Linked DNA regions of Cricetulus griseus: region 2 is linked to region 1. Evidence: chromatin contacts called from public Hi-C data. All regions are on one chromosome and are shown on one strand. Each heading gives the region's core, a stretch centred on a gene start, on an enhancer-like site or on the middle of the called end of the contact. The rest is flanking DNA. Distances are from core to core; before and after follow the strand shown.

Evidence for each region. Hi-C and Micro-C count contacts between places; a contact is called where the count stands out from the background.
Region 2: a contact with region 1 is called in a Hi-C map of liver, with 2.7 times the contacts expected there. The contact joins two enhancer-like sites. A contact is called at or near these places in 2 of 8 Hi-C or Micro-C datasets (fibroblasts and liver).

What each region holds. Positions count from the first base shown.
Region 1 is chr5:57,509,502-57,515,320 of CriGri-PICRH-1.0, reverse strand. No RefSeq gene overlaps it. Among named protein-coding and RNA genes, the nearest start is that of Fam72a, 27 kb to the left of the region's middle. Within about 2 kb of position 2,635, at least 3 of the 6 cell types and tissues checked have open chromatin away from gene starts, as enhancers often do.
Region 2 is chr5:57,756,456-57,762,274 of CriGri-PICRH-1.0, reverse strand. It overlaps Srgap2 (SLIT-ROBO Rho GTPase-activating protein 2), which reads right to left. Exons shown (of 23, transcript XM_027417669.2): 21 at 5,026-5,172; 22 at 1,217-1,541. Among named protein-coding and RNA genes, the nearest start is that of Ikbke, 15 kb to the left of the region's middle. Within about 2 kb of position 2,909, at least 1 of the 6 cell types and tissues checked has open chromatin away from gene starts, as enhancers often do.

The DNA.
Region 1 (5,819 bases), core at 1,386-3,885:
CCATGTGGTCATGTGGTTGCTGGGAATTGAACTCAGGACCTCTGGAAGAGCAGCCAGTGCTCTTAACCTCTGAGCCATCTCTCCAGCCCCGTTTTTGTGTTTTTTTTTTTAAGATTTTATTTATTTATTATGTATACAACATTCTGCTTCCATGTATATCCGCACACCAGAAGAGGGCACCAGATCTCATAAAGGATGGTTGTGAGCCACCATGTGGTTGCTGGGAATTGAACTCAGGACCTCTGGAAGAACAGTCAGTGCTCTTAAACTCTGAGCCATCTCTCCAACCCCGTTTGTTTTGTTTTTTAAAGGATGAAATTTACATTAAGTGGAGAAACAGCTGGTGATGGACTAAGACAGTAGTATATCTTTTTTTCCCTTGGGGAAAAAAAAAAACATTGGTGTCTTTTTAAATTTTTTTGTTTTACTTTATTTTATGTATATGATATTTTGCCTGTATGTCTGTGGACCACTTGCATGCCTGGTACTCTTTGATGCCAGAGGAAGATCCCCTGGACCTGGAATTACAGCTAGTGTCACCCACTATGTGGGTGCTGGATGTCGAACCCAAGTCTGCTTGATGAGTAGCTAGTGCTCTTACCTGTAGAGGCATTTCTTCAGTTCAACACCCAACTCTCACCTGTGGACACATCTGCCAGACAGAAGCATAACAGAGAAATAAGGAAACTAACAGAGGTTATGACTCAAATGAACTTAACAGACATCTATAGAACATTCCACTCAAACACAAAAGAATATACTTTCTTCTCAGCACCTCAGGGAACCTTCTCAAAAATAGACCACATACTCGGTAACAAAGCAAACCTCAACAGATACAAAAGAAATTGTAATAACCCCCTGTATCCTATCAGATCACCACAGCTTAAAGTTAGAATTCAACAGCAACATTAATTTCAGAAAACCTACAAACACATGGAAATTGAACAATGATCAACTAAACCACCACTGAGTCAAGGAAGAAATAAAGAAAGAAATTAAAGACTTCCTAAAATGGCAGCACACATACCCAAACTTATGGGACACAATGAAAGCCTCGCTAAGAAGAAAGTTCATAGCACTAAATGCCTACATAAATGAGCTGGGAAAATCCCACACTAGTGAATTAACAGAACAACTAAAAGCACTAGAACAAAAAAAAGCAAACCCACCAAGGAGTAGATGGCAAGAAATAGTCAGATTGAAGGCTGAAATCAATAAAATAGAACAAAGAAAACTACAAAGAATTGGTTCCTGGAGAAATTCAACAAAATAGACAAATCTTTATCCAAACAAACCAAAAGACAGAGAATATTCAAATTAACAAAATCAGAAACAAAAAGGAGGACAATGTATGAGGCCACTGGCAGTGAGTCCAAGATCTAACTTTAATGCACAAACCGACTTAGTGTAGCCCGTTCTATATGGAGAGACACCTTACTCATCCTAGATGGGGGGTTGAGGAGAGTGTGCCTTGGTCCAGTCTCAACGAGATGATGGGACAAACTTAATAGATTTCCTAGGGGAGGCCTTATCCTGTCCAGCAAACAGATGGGGAGTTGAGTGGAGAGGGTAGTGGGGGGACTGGAATGTAAAAAATAAATTATTAATTAAAAAATAAAACTAGACTCTTTTCTTATAATAAAAGAAAAAGAAAATAGACTTGGAGTGGAAATGGAGAACAGTGGAGACGTTTACAGTTGTACCAAAAGCAAAACATGACACAGCTGGGCTTAGAGATAAAGTGTCATCTTGCTTGTAAGGACTAGGAAAACAAAAGGACACAAATGCCATGTTCACTCTGGCTGGCATTTCATAGTCTTTGTTAAATTGTTGTGATTTAATTTTGAGATGTAGGTATAGAAAAGGAAGGGAGGGTCCATAGGTTGTTAGAGGAAGAAGTGAAATTTGTAGCCAGGTCTGTGATCTATCTTCATTTGAATAATTTACATACGATGAATTCTATAATGCTATATTGTTTATGTATTATGAACTGTATAATAATTTACATACTATAAATTGTACCCATTTCAAATGTAAAACTCAATGGTTTTAGCAAATTGTACCCATTTCAAATGTAAAACTCAATGGTTTTAGCATATTCACAGACTTTTACAACCACTAACTTAGTAAAATTCCAGGATCTTTTCATCCTTTCAAGATACTAAGTATCCATTAGAAGTTTTGGCAGTCACCACCTCCTCTACCCTACACAACCACTAGTCCCATTCTGTCTCTGGTTTTGCCTATCCTAAACATTTCTTTCAATGGTGCCATGCATTTTGTGGTCTCCCGTGATTACCTTCTTTGACTTAGCATGGCATTTTGAGGTTTGTGAAGCAGCATTTCGTTTCTTTTTATTGCCTAAGAAGTCTCCTTCTAAAAACCTTTCCTTCATCCGGCCCCACCTTGCCCAGAGCCTCTATCTGGTGAACCAGCTTCCTTCTGTGACCTGAGCAAAGCTAGGACAGGGACACACAGAGCTTGGAACCGTTTCTTTCTCCCTGAAAGACAAGGCTCAGCAGATGGCAGACAGTGAATGACATCAGGGTCTGCGGTGGCTGGAGCTCGTGGCACCAGCTCCTCATTGTTCTATTTTTATTCTTGTGTTAAGATTTCTTTCACATGGAAGGCTTTACTCAAACGCTGCTTCTCTGGCAGCTCCTACAAACCCCAGCCTGCTTCTGCTGCCACCTGCCGTCCTTTAGCCAGATACTGAACAGCGGGTGATAACAGCTACACGCTTAGCTTAGCTCTATTCTTTATACCTATGTTTTAGTGTTTTCTACCTTAAAAGTCTGATTCCTTGAAATTACATCATAAGAGTGACCCACCAAAGCGTTCTTAGCAGGAGTAGAGTGCACAAGCCGCCCCCCCAAACGTTTCCCCCTCCACTAATGTGACACCAGGCAGTGAGTGAGATTCCAGGGTCCATTCCTTCACTTCTTCCCGTTTCCCCTCCTACCCGCCTTTTGAAAGAGAATATTTTTGAAACAGGGTCTCATTATGTAGACCAGGCTGGCCTTTAACTCGAAGAGATCCACCTGCCTCTGTCCCCTGAGTGGTGGGATTGAAGGTGTGTGCCACCACCCAGCCTACAATTTTGTTTGTTTGTTTCTCGAGACAGGGTTTCTCTGTGGCTTTGGAGGCTGTCCTGGAACTCGCTCTAAATTGTAATACTTATCATATACTAGACTTTTGTGAGGGACTGTAAAGATATTGAATGTAAAACGCTTGGGTCATTGGTTTTGAAGGAAATTACTGTATGGAGGCAGTAATGCCCAGATAATTAGGTGGTCTCTTGAGGAGTGAATACTTAGGTATCCCCTTACAATACTTATTACAATTTATTTTTTACCCATATATAAAATTACATATTCTAAGAGGTCATCATAAATTTTCAATACATGCACACACTGAGACCTTTCTATTAAAAAACCGGGTATCATTTTGCAATATTGTTTGATTTATTTTTCAACTTAAAATGTGTTTTGGAGATCCTTCCAGCCACATTTCTCTTTGTATAACATTTCACTGTGCTTATGAATCACGGTTAATTAAAGCTTTCCACCACTAATGTGAGTATGAATGTGTGTGTGTGTGTGTGTTCATCTGTGCTTAGGCACATAGTCTGATTCCATATCTCGCTATTGTGAATAGTGCTGCAATAAACACGGTGTTCAAGGATCTCTTTGCTATGCTGATTTTATTTGCCTTGTGTATAAGCTCAGGACGGCTGGATTACATGTTATTTAGTTTTTTGAAGACCCTCAATACTGATTTCCATACGGACTTCACTAATTTTCATCCCTACTAACAGAATATAAGGGTTTCTTTTTATCTAATCCTTTCTAGCATTTTTCCTTTTCTTCCACTTTCTCTGTTTATTTTCTTTAGTTAATTTTTTTAAGTTAGCACACGAAGTAGTGGGTTTCATTATTTTCATTTTTATTTTTATATTTATTTATTTTTGGTTTTTCAAGACACGATTTCTCTGTGTAGCTTTGGAGCCTATCCTGCCACTCGCTCTGGAGACCAGGCTGGCCTCGAACTCACAGAGATACACCTGCCTCTGCCTCCTGAGTGCTGGGATTAAAGGCATGCGCCACCAATGCCTGGCTGCCTATTTTCATTTTTAACCGTATGTGTGCCTGAATACATGTATGTAGGTGAAGCACTTGCATGCAAGTGCCCCGGAAGCTAGAAGAGGACATTGGATTCCCAGGGGCTGGTGTTACAGGCAGTTTGAGTCACCATGTAGATGGACCAAATCCAGGTCCTCTGCAGGAACACCAAGTGCTCTCAGCTGTTGAGTCATCTTCTCAGAATGTATTTTGGTTTTGGAGACAAGATCTCACTATGCAGTCAAGACTAACCCCAAATTCACAGCAATCTCTCAACCATCCAGGTGCTGGGATTATAGGCATGAGTCATCAGCCCTGGCTGTTTTGGTTTTTCTTGATGATAATGGTTCTGGGTTGGGGGGTGAGGCAAATATCTGTGAAGTTTTGTTTTGCATTTTAGCATTTAGTAGCTAAAAACACTGGGAGCCTTTTCCATAAGTTTGTGTGGTATTTCTTTTGAAGCATTTTCAGATCATTTGCCTATTTTTCCTTTGGACTGCTTGCTATGTTGCTGTTAACTTTTTTGAGTTCTTTATGTGCACTGGATACTGATCCCTCCATTGCATGAATAACTAGTGAAAACCCTTCCCTTCTGTAGGTCTGCTCCTCTGTTGCTTCCTTTGCTGTGCAGAAGCCTTTTAATTTGATTGATCCCATGGGCCTTTTTCTGCTTTTATTTCCTGAGCTGTTGGAGTCCTCCTACTCAGAAATCATTGCCTATGCCAGTATCTAGTGTTTTCAAAGATCCAGGTTTTGCATTGCAGCCTTTGATCCATTTTGAGTTGGTTTTGTAGAGAATGTAAGATAGGGGAACAGGGATCTAGTTTCCACCTTTTCTGTTGTGTCTTCATTTGTGTTTCTGTGCTTAAGCTAAGAATATATTTTATAAGTTTATAGGTTGCTTATAGTTAAAATTTTTACATTTGTGTATGTGTTTGTGCATATGTGTTTGCATTTATACCACCGTATGCTTTTGGAGGTCAGAGGACAACTTGTGGGTGTTGGTTCTCTCTCTACCATGTGGGTTTTGGGGCTCAACCTTAAGTAATCTGTCTTGGCAGCAATGGCTTTACCCATTAAGCTATCTTAAAGGTAAGGATTATCATGACATAAAGAAGCCTTTTTATTGAGGTTTGGCAAATCTCTGAGGGTTGGCTGCTGTCTGATCTTAGAGAGAGTCAATTGATTTTGGATAGCTAAGGGGATACTTTAAAAACAAAACAAAAAAAGGTAAGGTCCAACATAACATAAAACACTCTCATTACATGTATGGATCATTTGTCAAAACAGCAACATTAGTTACACTGACATGGATGGGAAGTGTTACCCTTACAAAGAAACCAACTGTCACATGTAGATGGCCTAGGTCAGTCCCATGGAGGCTCCCTAACTGTTGGTCCAGAGTCCATGAGTTCCCACAAGCTCAGGTCAGCTGTCTCTATGGGTTCTCCCTTCATGACCCCTCTGGCTCAAACCCCATATCGCTTCCTCATCCCGGGTTTGCTGCTGCTACTATGGCGCCACTTGTGTTTCCTCCCACCTCCAATAGTCTCTGTGGGGTCAGCTTATTTGGCTAGGCCAGGTTCAGACCCAAAGAGGAGCAGAGTCAAACTCTTTCCTGCAGAGCCTGCAGCTCACTGGGACTTGCTCCTTGTCTCTGACAGGCTCCAGGCCAGCACCATGGCCCTTGCCTTTCCA
Region 2 (5,819 bases), core at 1,660-4,159, 250 kb before region 1:
ATAGAGGGTAAGCAAAGCAAGACATTATAGGCCCAGGGCTCAATATTGGGTGTACCAGGTATACCTCCTTAAGCAGAGCACCAATGAAACCAATGGGGACCATACAGAGCCTCTATTGCCCTTTCCTGATCACCCCAGAAGTTGAGGTGAGGAAGAGGACAAAAGCAATCCCTTAGTTCCTACCTGTTCTAATGAAAAGTATATAGCTGGGAGAGACGTCTGAGAGAACTGCTTGGAGTGGCCCCAGTAGTTGGATGTTTAGAGGTCGAGTTGGGTTTCTAATATTTCATGGAAAACAGAATCATCAATGTGGTGCTGATGGAAAGCAAGGTCCTGCAATCTGGGATTCATCTGCATTGGTACCTGCAACTTTGGGTTGGAAACTTTCTAGTACCTGAGCTTCAAGCAACAAGAATACTTTGGGGTTTTGAAGACAGAATCCGATGGTGGACTAATTAGCTATCTACAAGTATCAGAGATCAGCTTTATGAAATGGAGTGTCAGGAACGGAGTCTTAGCTTCACTAAAGTCTACTATTGTGTTTCTATCATCTGTCTGCCTGCCTACCTACCTACATATCTACTTATCTATCCATCTAGTTTCTCATGTGTGTGTTCTATGTGCAGAGGCCAGAGGAAGATGTCAGGTATCTGTCTCTATCACTCTCTATCTTATTGTTTTGGGGGCAGAGACTCTCACTGAACTTGAAGTTTGTTCTTTTGGCTAGGCTGGCTGACTGGCTAGCAAGTCCTAGGACTCTGCCTGCCCTTAATCCCCAACACTGGGGTTACAGGCCTTTTATGTGGGTGCTGCGGATTTGAATTCAGTTCATCTTGCTCGCATAGCAAGCGCTCTTATGTATTGAACCATCTCCTCAGACCCTACCTTAGTGTCTTAACACATGAAACTTGGACTAATGGACTTTTTTTATCAAAATATTTAGCTGTTGGCTTTAAAAGTTAACAGCCTTGGAAACAGCCAGAATACAAATAAGAAGGTAGAATTCTATTAACTCTACCTTCAGGTTTTGCTGGGGAGACAAGGGTAGGCAGATTGCTCAGTAAGCTGTCTTGGCAGATTCACATGTATGATACTTGCTGCATCCTCTATAGAACGTACAGGGATCTCTTTTAAGTTCTGTTGATTAGCCGGGGCTGCTCTGAGTGGAACTGATGAGTGTAGACTTACTACTTATTGTCCAGGGCCCCTCAGTTACCTGTGCAATGACTTCAGGGTCCACGGGCCGATGGTTATTGAAGCTTTTTGACCTTCCCGCAGTGGCAGTCTTCCGGATCTGTGGACTGTCCAGCCTGTTCTTCAGGGATGAGTGGCGGCTGATAGAGTTGAGGCTCCCATGGCCGCTGATGGAACACTTATCAGGCCCTTCCTTGGGGAGATTCTGGCTCATGATGGGCTGAGAGGATGGACGGCAGCTAGCCCCCACCCCCGGGGAGGAGGAGTCAGTCAGAGAACTGCCCAGCCCATGGCTGTCACTCCGAAATGTTTTTCTGATGCTCCCAGATTCTGGACGCTTCCTTTGCCTTCAACAAACAGAAACGGCATCTGATCAGGAAGCCCTGGGTCCAATGAGCTGGGATTGTGACAGGGGGCAGAGGCTGGCACCTGGGACATCTAAAGAAAGTCACACAGAATACTCTATCTCTTCAGTTTTTCTTTCTCTTGTTTTCTCTATGGTTCTGTTCCCTCCAACCCCCAACCTGGGCAGAGGTGAAATGGATACTTACTTGGTGGTTGTGAGCTTTGAGTTCTAACCATGTAAGATGCTGTCAGAAAAAAAATTGCCTGTTCAAGAGAAAGTTTCTAATGGGAGAAAGATTCATGAAAAGACCCACTCCATTGCCTGCATGAACAGAAACCCAAGCCCCAGGTGACAAAGTCTCGCCATCACCAAGGAGGAAAGTCTCACCATCACCAAGGAGGGGGAGAACTTCTAGCAATAGGAGTTAACTTTTCCACATTTCAGTTTGCTCAACTATACTACAGCAAGTCCGTCATCATCTGGGCTCTGGCAAGAGGCTATTTCTTGTTCATAGACATGGAAGAGATTTTTCAAGGAACTGCAGTGGCACAGACAGAGGGTTCACTGTGTGCCTGATCTTAGGGTAGAAAGGGCATCTACACAACTCCTATGTCACCCAGCACTGGGCCAATTCATTTCATACCACAAAAGGCTCTCAAATGATGTGATGTAGTGGGATCCTAGCCATATGGGTTATTGCCTGATGCTGAATAATTTTATTTTTCTGAACCAGACTTTAAAGGACCTCATCTAAGATGCCATCAAGCTGCTAGTTCAGATAGCAGCTGTGTAGCTCTGATCTCGACTCTACTGAGGAAGATGGGATGAGCTGGGGATCGGGATGGTAATGGTAGGACTGCAGATTGGGGGCCATCTCTTAAGCATAGATAATGCCTAAGTCATTTCTTGTGCTGCTTACAGCTTCGGTCTGCTTTATCTTTCTGGGTCTGGTAGGATGTGGCCCAGCAGCCTCTCTATGAATGTGGCTGCTAGGCAGGTCTAGCGTTGTAAGGCAGCCATTCTCAACCAGAAAAAGGATGCTCTTTAGTCTAGGAAGACCCTGCTGAAATGAGCCCTCCTTTGTCAAGTTTTCCATGACATTAGTACCTCCAACTGCAGACCGAAGAGATTCCTCCCTTCCAGGTTTCTCCAGTGCCTCCATACAACTGCTTTGCAGTTACCTTCCATATGGTCTTGTGCCTTGCCAGACTGTGAGCTCTGAACAGCTAGCACTGGTGCTTGGCACAAAGCAGATGGTTAATATAGGATGTGGAATTAAATCTAAATGCCACACCTAAGAACGCTGCTGATTTCCCTTTTCCTCTCAAGGATGGCTGACTCACAGATCAGAACTGCTGAGAAGGCAGACTTAGGGGACTGTGGTAGTGTCATCCCAGGCTCTATCTGGGGCATAAAGACAAGGAAGACAGAGAGGCTGATTTACAAGGAGCTCAGCCTGGAGGAGGAACCAGGCGTAGCACCAAGTACCAGCAACTCAAGCCATTTTGGAATGCAGAATGAGGGCATTGTTTTCAGCCCAAGGAACTCAGGGTGTAAGGAAGGTTTACCCAAATAGGTAAGTCTTGGAGGCTGAGGAGGAGTTAATCAAATGAGAGGGCCCAGGAGGAAAGAGTTCTCCAAGGCAATCAGGAAACTCAAGTTTCATGGGAGCACTGTTCTGGAGGCAGGCGGGAAGTCAGACTCACTCCTAAGAGCCAGGCATGTTAGGGCTGTCACTCATGCACTGATTGGCTGGTGCCCGGGAAAGCTTGAGTAGACCATGTTGACATGGTTTGGTTATGGTCTGTCCCCAGGAAATTCATCGTAAGAATCTTAATACCACCAAGCAAAGAGATCAAGGGAACAACCCTGACTTTCTACCAGATGTTTATCTTTTAACTATTCTAGCTTTTGTTCTCTGTAATTCCTTTGTATGAATGGTATCAAATACATGTTGACTTAAAATTTAATACCCAGGGCTGAAGCTGTAGCTCGGAAGTAGAATGCTCCATTTGTATATGTGACTTGTTGAGTTCTACCCCCAACGCCATAAAAAACAAAAACAAAGTGCCTAAATAAATATCTAGCTTCCCCTCCACTATCCAGTCTTGGTTTCTGGCTTAATAAGCTCATGGCCTTGTGATTGCAGACTCATAATTAACACAGACTTGTAAATAATGAAAAAATGTGATTAGCTGGAAGCTACCTTCTATTAGCTTGCCCTCTTAGCAGACCGGAGGGAAGTATAAAATCCTCAACTTGTTTACTGGTCTGAATTAAGTTATGACTATACTACATAAGTGAGCAGAATAAACTTGATGAACTTGAGTGTGAAAGAGATAGAAAAGATCCATGTCCCCCAACCCCCTCTATTGTCTGGTTGGAAAAAAGCCAAGAGATCTGGCAACCTCATGCAGTTTAAAAACAGTAAGCATCTTTTATTCTCCTTCCAGTCTCAGTGTCCAGAGGCTATGGTTAACAGGGTTTCAAAGTGCAAATCATTTCACCCCTCCAAGGTCGGAAGGAATACAAACTGTACGTCATCTCCAATCCATGTTCACCAGGAGAGCCCCGGGGCTTGTCATCCTCCTGGCACTGGGCCACAGTTCAGGGTCTGGCAGAAAGAGGTCTGTAGGACTTGGTGTCTGGCCCCTTGAGATGAGATTAGTTCTCCGATAGCCTGAGTGCCTCTGGGGGAGGCAGCAGCTCATGGGCGGGCGAACGAGGAATCCCTCTAGATAGCCAGCAGGTGTGGATGGAGTTAGAACCTCGGAATACTGCTAATGGCCACAATGAAAGCTGGGGTGAGAGTAAGCCTGCTGGACAGGAGTGGGCATCTGCAAAGGACTGCTAGGGGAGGATAATAAAAACACAGTGCGAAAGCAACAAGAAAAAAATGAAAGGTGATTTCTGCTAGTGTGAAAGGGAGCGAAGGGTCACGCTCAGGAGAAAGCTTCCCTTGGGCTCAGTGCTCTTCTCTTTTCCATGGCCATGAATGTAGGATAGGGAGAACCAGACACATGGCATCTAAGTAAGCCCACCTGGTGGACAGAAGCCTGGTGAAGACATACGAAACTCTGAAATCTTCAGACAGACAAGGGTCAAAGAAGCTATCAAATACTATTTGAGCAAGAATTGGAAAAGTGAAGGCACTGATAAGAAATAGCACAAAACCAAGTTGCATAAGGTGACCAAAGCTTTGATGAAGGTTTGGCTAAGACTGCCAGGAAGTCTGGGCAGACAGACACCGTGGAACACACAGAGTACCACAGGATGATAACAGACAGTTGGAGGGTAGGGCCTGCCCTTAGAGACCCATGTAAGCCCTGCCATCCACCTTGCAGCAGCAAACGACACATGGAGACTGTTAGGTTGGGGGAGCTAGGAGCCCTGCATACAGCACAGGAGCGGGGTGGGGTTAGGCAGGGGGTGAGGCGGAGTGAGTGAGTCATTTAGGGGAGCAGAAAATGAAAAGCAGAGCTTACTTGTTGATGTTTGCAAGATAAATATCAGCTACATGACCCCCACTGGGACAGCTGGCCCCTGTTCTGGCTGTCACCTTTTCTTCAGGTGGCTCAGACATGACCTCAATCTCAGACTTGGGGCTGGACCTCTCCACGACACCGTCCTCGCTGGGGCAGAAGGGACAGGCAGGCAGGGAGAAGGAAAAAAACAATACAAAAAGCAGTGTTAAATCAGCAAGATGGCCCACCTGAACATACACACGACCCTACACAGCTTGAAGGCAGCAGCAACCACTGGTGGGGCTAATTTTGTGAACAGAGGCAAGGAAATCTGAGGGCCTTTGGAGGGTCATGTAAATAAGAATAAATAATCTGCTGACTTCTATTTGATCCTTAGCTCCTCAGGAAAGCTTGGCGAGGGAACACCTGATTTCAAGGCTTCTGCCTTTGACCCCAGTGCTGCTTTCATGGGGTGCCATGATGGGACCACCTCCTGGAGAAGGAGGTGGAAGTCCAGGTGGTGGTTTATCCGCAGTTCTGAGCACTGCTGGTAAGGACAGGTAGCTCTGTAGTGGCTCTGTAGTGGCTCTGGAGATACCAGTGTTGAGGCAGGGTGTGGACACATGGCCATTGTCACAGCACATCTAGCCTCACTCAGCGCGTCCAAGATGGTCCCAGGTCTCTCTACTGCTCTCTTGGCCCCTCTAGCTACTGATGACAAAGAAAGCCCCTCTTCCCCCAAAGTTCATCTTCTCTCCATCCTGTAGTGAAATCATAATACTAAATTTGGGAGGGTCCTGTCCACGAACAGATCA